2 separate regions of the Mus musculus genome follow, and region 1 is linked to region 2. A link is a contact called in public HiChIP or PLAC-seq data. All regions are on one chromosome and are shown on one strand. Each heading gives the region's core, a stretch centred on a gene start, on an enhancer-like site or on the middle of the called end of the contact. The rest is flanking DNA. Distances are from core to core; before and after follow the strand shown. Region 1 has its middle 4.3 kb from the start of Gm35135. Region 2 overlaps Nubpl (nucleotide binding protein-like).

Region 1 (3,339 bases), core at 524-3,023, 300 kb before region 2:
TCTTTCTCAGAACACTGCCCCCCCCCCCCACACACACACCCTACCCCACACCTTCTCTCTCTGCTGGAACTCCCACCTCCTATTTCCTTTCATGGCCCATCATCCAACAGTTTCCCAAAACTACCACCTTGGTTCCTCAAACCTTCGAACATTCCCTCTTTGAGAGGCTGGGATGTTTTCCCATTCTCCAAATCCTCTGTGACCTTTTACTAAAATCTTCATTTTCAACACTTAAAATGTAGAAGGTTTAGATGTCTCCCTTTCTCAAATACAGAGGGAATAATGTTTGTTCTCTGACAACCCAACCCTATCAGAAAATTTAAGAAAGAAACAATTAGAAATTGCATCTTAGATTTAGCCCCACTCACCGGGAGCTTTCCTAGAAAGAGAGAACTTCTGTTTCCTCCACTTCCATTTGAGTTTTGACTTGCCCCTTCAAATATGTGCTATGGAATAATTTTGAAGTAAATAATTTCACCAGTTGAACTCTCCTTGCATGTAATTTAAGATGAATGCACCTAGAACTTAAACATGTCTTTACAGCAGATTTCTTTATGAGGAAAACACCCAAATGAGGACATATTCAAAGTTCATGATTGAACTGAAGTGACACAATGGTTCCCTGCTCTCCTTCTGTCTAAGACACTCAAGTGTCTTTACCCCGGCACCTCACTGTGTCTCCAAGATCAGTTAAGGCAGAGCAAATCACAACCTTACAGAAAACAGGGAAGAATGACAAAGGACTGTCATTCCGTGTTGGGACAGACCCTTCCAGGTGACCCTCAGAACGCCTCTGCACTGTGTACCTACCTGTACAGGTAGCACGCGGGCCAGGGCTTGGAAGATATGTACCTACAGAGGAAAGTGGATGCTGGAGGGAGAGGGAAGGAGCTGGTGGAAAAGAATTTCATACTTCCATACTTCCTTCGCTTTAATGTTAGTGAAAGCTTTTAAAATAATTAAATACACATAACCAGAATGTATCAATTTTTTAATTAGAGAAAAGAACAATAGCTTCAAGCAGACACCTAACAAAAGGACACACTGCAGACACTGGAGAACAGCTATCTGAGGTCTCCTCAGGAAGGCTGAAACGGCTGCAACAGCAGCTTCTTCGATCTTTTAATAATAATAATAATAATAATAATAATAATAATAATAATAATAATAAAAAGCAGTGTTTTCAAACTCCAGGTTTTGTAGCCCAAGAGCACACAGCTCTTCTGATTGGTATGCATTGCACTGCAACTGTACACTACACAGATTGTATCATTTCATCCTGTGTGTCACACATGTCACTAAAAAGCCTTAAACACATGCATTTCACCTGCGATAGATCACCCCGAGGAGGTCAGAGAACGAGGAGATTGCAGACTGCAAACTTTTCTAAGTACTTAAGAGTACTAAACATTGTGACATGCCTCGAGTTTTGTAGACATAAAGGACACAGACCATCAAATTCACAGCCTTATCTTGCTTTTGTCAAATTTTTGACAAGCAATTTTTATTCAGGAATGCTTGTTCACCAGCATAAAACTAAAAGGACATTTAAGTTTTCTTCACTGGACTCTGAAGGATTAAATCTATTTGTATAATTCGGTAATGTCTCAGAACCATTAGAGCATATCTAAGACATAAGTAACTAAGATGTACTGACTTAACCTAAGTAACGCCTTGCAAACTGTAGGCATTTTGTCCTGTGTACGCAGACTTGCCTGTCTCTTGGTTCCTTCCTTTCCTCCCATTTGTTGTTCTTTTTGCTCTCCCACCGTTCCTGCCTGACTGCTTTCACATTCTAAATGAATGCATTTACATTCTGTGTCAAGCAATAGGCCGAGTGTTAGGAAGCAAAGCTGAGGTGACTCAGGCCTGCTCTATATGTGTGTACACTGCGGAAGGGTAGACACACATGTAAACAAGTGAATCTGAATAAAACAGTGTTGTAAATACATTTGGATGAGAAATGGAATGGCATTTGTTGGGCATTTACCACATGCCAGATGCTCCTGGAGACAATTTAGGAGTAAGTACTGTGCACACAGCCCACATTTAGCCTTCACCTTTCTTGTGGAGAATTTTTTTTAACCCGTTTCTAAGCTAGAAGCATGAAGACAAAGTGAAGTGCTAAAATAATCCCACGGCACCTGAGACACAACCAGCAGAACGATTAGGACGCTACATTATAAACTTGGCTGGATCCACTGACTTGCCATTACCTGCTCTAGAATGGGATCCCAAGTCTTGGTTCACACTGCCAAAGCTCACTTTTAGGAAGTGAGGTCCTTCTAAGAAAGGAGATGATGAAGGCATCACCATGAGAGCCGATGCCTGTTTTTTAAATCTGAACTCTGAACTTCGGTTCTAAGTAGACAGCACCATCATCTTATAACTGGTGGAATTGGGATCTTATGGGCTGGGTGGGGCTGGACAACACTGGGCATTTTGTGATTTCAAAACTGAAGATCTAACTAAAAGTTAACAGAAAGGACAATTCATAAAACTTCCAAACATACTGTATAGTTTAACATTTTCTCTTTGTTAATAAAGATGGAAGTTTATGTGTCATTCCTTCCAACAAATATAAATTAATAACTATTATGCTCTGGGCTTGGGAATAGACACTACAGACACAATCCACCAATGACAGACTGCAAAGTAACTACTGAAGGACAGCAGAGCTTCTACGGTCTTGTGACCATAGTTAGCAAGCTATAGCATGGTCTTATATTCTTTTTTTTTTAAACATTTTTTAAAGATTTATTTATTATTTATTATATGTAAGTACACTGTAGCTGTCTTCAGACACTCCAGAAGGGGGAGTCAGATCTCATTACAGATGGTTGTGAGCCACCATGTGGTTGCTGGGATTTGAACTCAGGACCTTCGGAAGAGCAGTCGGGTGCTCTTACCTGCTGAGCCATCTCACCAGCCCTGGTCTTATATTCTGTACAAAGATTGTTTCAGCCAATACTTAAAATTACTGTGTCTGGTAGGTATGAATATTATCTTCATGGTCTGAACAAAAACACAGGATTGATACACATACAGTACTCATTCAATCTCACAAGTTTAGAGAGCTGCGTTACTGGACATGTTTGTAGTTCAGTGAGCGCATATTGCTGCTATGCCAGAATTACAGAGAACTGTGGAAGCTGGGAAGATCTAAAAGCAGATGACCCATTTAGCTCCTGCCTGTGCAGGGATACTTTCCAAAGGAGATAACACTTTGGATTTAGCTTGAAAGAAGAAATAGGGAATATTTACTTGGGGAAGAGAGGAAGGGTATTTTAGGCGCGTGCGCGCGCACGCACGCACACACACACACACACACACACACAC
Region 2 (3,205 bases), core at 268-2,767:
GAATATGGTGAGATATCAACTGACCACAATGACACCCAGTGACTTCACCTGCAAGTGAATGCATTCTCAGAGAACAGGTGCCCTGAAAGACAATACATCTTCTTGGTGTGCTTAGACAGAACTAACTAACTTAATTGTCTTAAAATGTCATTTAATACTGTATCTCTTGGCCTAATTGTCTAAGAGCCTTTGAAACTTACTGTATAACAAAGTACTTTCTATTATTTATATGTCAAAAGAAGAAAAATGAATAATCTCCTTAGAAACTGGCCAACTATGAATGACAACAAAGAAACTCATGTGTTGCAATGTCTTCTTGCCACCATTTGTGGCCACAGTCACAGATTCCTGCAGTTATCACGACTGCCCAACAAGAAGAATTTTAGAACTTGACTCAGTTAAATGCAAATACTTACAACTACTAACCTTAAACTGAACTCTGATAAGTGCCTACCTGTGATCTGTGGGTAGAATAATGAATATGATAGAGAAAACAGCTTGCATCACCGGATAATGCATGCTTTTGCTATGTACACTTCATATGAAATAGTACTGCTAATAAAACTTTATATATACTTATTTCCACAAGACATTAGCCATTACCTAATAAACCTCTATTCTTGCAAACATTAAATACAGAAAAGAACTTGGTTGTTAATTAAACACTGGGAAAAACAGGCCTATTATAGCTTCTTGTATAATCACTTGCCATTTGCAAAACTACGTATCAAACTCGTTTGGCCCTTCCCAGGAGAGGTACTTAGGGGAGTTCAAACATTTTCTTTTTTCATTTTATACAGGATTAAGCAGAGTTTAGCCCAACTCAAAGGAAAAATTCTTTAGGAAACCAAGGGCTGAGAGCATTCCTTATTCAAAAGTGAAATTCCATTGTCAGGGAAATCACTAATACCAACTATCAAGGGGAAATGTCTCATTCCTGTTGCAGGATCAGCTAAAATGAACTGCTTCTCTAGTTGCTAGGAAACAACCACTCATTATATGCCATTATCAGAGCCCTAGAGAGAAAAAACCTGGCATCTGCTCCACATTTGGGATATGAGAGACTGAACTAAAACCTCTGAAACTACTGCCAAAATCCCCAGTTCCGAGTGTGTGCTGTGCCGAGGCGGGTGTCCCCTTCTCCCAGACTTGGAAGTTTTCCCTTCTCCACTTCTTTCTCTAAGCACTATGATTATTTTTTTCCCAATATCCTATATTTCCAAACTTAAAGATTCTAAGAAAAAAAAAAAAACTTCCTCAGGAATCCTAACGGAGAAATTAAAAACCAGTTGTAATTCATGGAGTAGAAGACACTAAATTGTTCTACCTTTAAAGATTAAGATCAAAACAGAAAATAGAAAACACATTATCTCAAACATGAGGAGAATAAGAAGAAACAGTAATAAATTCAGTACTAATACATTCCAGCATTTCTCAGCCTGGTTTTCTGCTTTTATATCCTGACATACTTTTCTGCAGTGCATCACAGAATGCACTCCTGTTGGGTTGTAGGCAGGGTGGGTGGGGGGAGGGGGTTGCAGCTGGGAGCACAGAGAGGCCTTCCACAGGAGATTAAGCTGCCACTCTGTAGGCAAAGGCCTTCTTCATGGCTCCCCAAGGTGGATCTTGGTGAAAAAGAAGCAGTCCATGGTTCTAAACAGCTTATTGTCATGACGGAAAGTGGATGTGTAAAACCATGGCCCCTTTCTCAGGGTGGGCCTGAGATGAAATACCTTTGGCAGGAAGGAATGTCTGGAAAGGGAAGCTGACTGACTAAGCCCTCTGGGCCTCTAGATACCTCATTAGCATGAAGAACTCTATTTTGGGACAAGTCTCTTTTATGTGAGAAGCATGGCATGTGTTCCAAGTCAGGAGTCTGGCAGGGAGCTGGGAGTTACCTCAGCCTCAGGCATGTGCCCACCTAGTCTCTGGGTCTTGACCTGCTCTACCTTATCAAACTTCCTGCCATGGTTTTACGTCCTACACAGTCCCAAACACACCCCATATTTACTCACCAATCTTCTCCCTTCCTTTTAACACATGAGGTTCCAAGAAGACCAGGTGAAAACATACAGATATTTTACAAGAAATTGGCAAGTTGAAATCAATAAACTTCCAATCCTATCACTTCTGTATTCTGAGGATTAAGATATCCTCAGAAGCTAATGTAAATGGGTTAAAGTAGCTGCCAACTACTACATAGTGAAGGGTGTTTCACTATGTTAGAGTAATTCTTCCACCTCCCATTCATGGTCAGGGCATTGTAATGACTCCTTGCTGCATTCTGAACTCAATACTAACCAGTCCTTGGTATAATGTTGAATTTGCTCTCAAGGGACCTGCCTTACAGAAATGGCATGCCCAGCCTCTCCCAACTTCATTCTTGTTCCCATATTAACAGGGTCACTTCCTAGCAAAATATAGAAAAAAAAATACAGGAAGCTCATTTAAATACCAGATTCTTCTTTAAAGTGTGGACATGCCCTAAATTATCCCTTATATCTCTAGTACTCAACCTACCTGGATATCTCACAGTTTATCTAGCAACTTGGCTCCTACTCTACTGTGTGACACCTTGATCCTTGACTCTTTTCTCTGTGTATTAGATCTGACTTTCCTCACATAACTCCACTTTCAAATTCTATTTAATTCATATACTAAAATAACATTTTTTAAATAGTCTCAAATTTCTAATACCCTTACTTCTTCGAACACAACTAATTTACCTGGGACTCCGCACAAAGTTCCACATCACAGGAGAGTCTCAATTATTGAATCCCATCTGTTTTGCCCTGGCTCTAGATTCCTCCTGGCTATGTGTCTTGCACAAACAGAATTTAACTTCCTTGATTCTCTTCCAAATTGACTGGATATTTTCCCCTTTGGATTTTCTGCAGTGCTACTTCTAGCTCTAGATCCAGCACCAGATTTGTCCATAGAGTCTACGGCTTTACAGAGATACTATGGAGGGTCACAAATGCTTTGATGTTTAGCATCCTGGCTGCTACACTGGGACGGTGCCGTTCATCTCTTTATCTTCACTGATTCCTCTGGAAGAACCTAAAAGTATGTCCTCAGCACGACTGTGTTGGGGATTTGATTTGTGCTTACATGGGAATTCTGTCCCTGCCAACAGTTGGTTTTTTGATGGGTCAATCAAGAGCCAGAGGCCAGTGGCTGGGCAGAGGGACAGAGGAAGGACTTT

What was found. HiChIP or PLAC-seq counts read pairs in DNA pulled down with a chosen protein or histone mark.
Region 1: an H3K27ac HiChIP or PLAC-seq map of epiblast stem cells shows a contact between it and region 2, with 5 times the contacts expected there. The contact joins two enhancer-like sites. A contact is called at or near these places in 1 of 15 datasets of contacts at CTCF or cohesin (the NIH/3T3 cell line) and 2 of 115 datasets of contacts at active chromatin or transcription factors (embryonic stem cells and epiblast stem cells).

The regions. Positions count from the first base shown.
Region 1 is chr12:52,483,230-52,486,568 of GRCm38.p6, reverse strand. No RefSeq gene overlaps it. Among named protein-coding and RNA genes, the nearest start is that of Gm35135, 4.3 kb to the right of the region's middle. Within about 2 kb of position 1,773, at least 1 of the 459 cell types and tissues checked has an H3K27ac peak or open chromatin away from gene starts, as enhancers often do. A contact at or near this core is called in epiblast stem cells, where this site is marked.
Region 2 is chr12:52,184,958-52,188,162 of GRCm38.p6, reverse strand. The region is part of intron 6 of Nubpl (nucleotide binding protein-like); the gene reads right to left. Among named protein-coding and RNA genes, the nearest start is that of Nubpl, 89 kb to the right of the region's middle. Within about 2 kb of position 1,517, at least 68 of the 459 cell types and tissues checked have an H3K27ac peak or open chromatin away from gene starts, as enhancers often do. A contact at or near this core is called in epiblast stem cells, where this site is marked.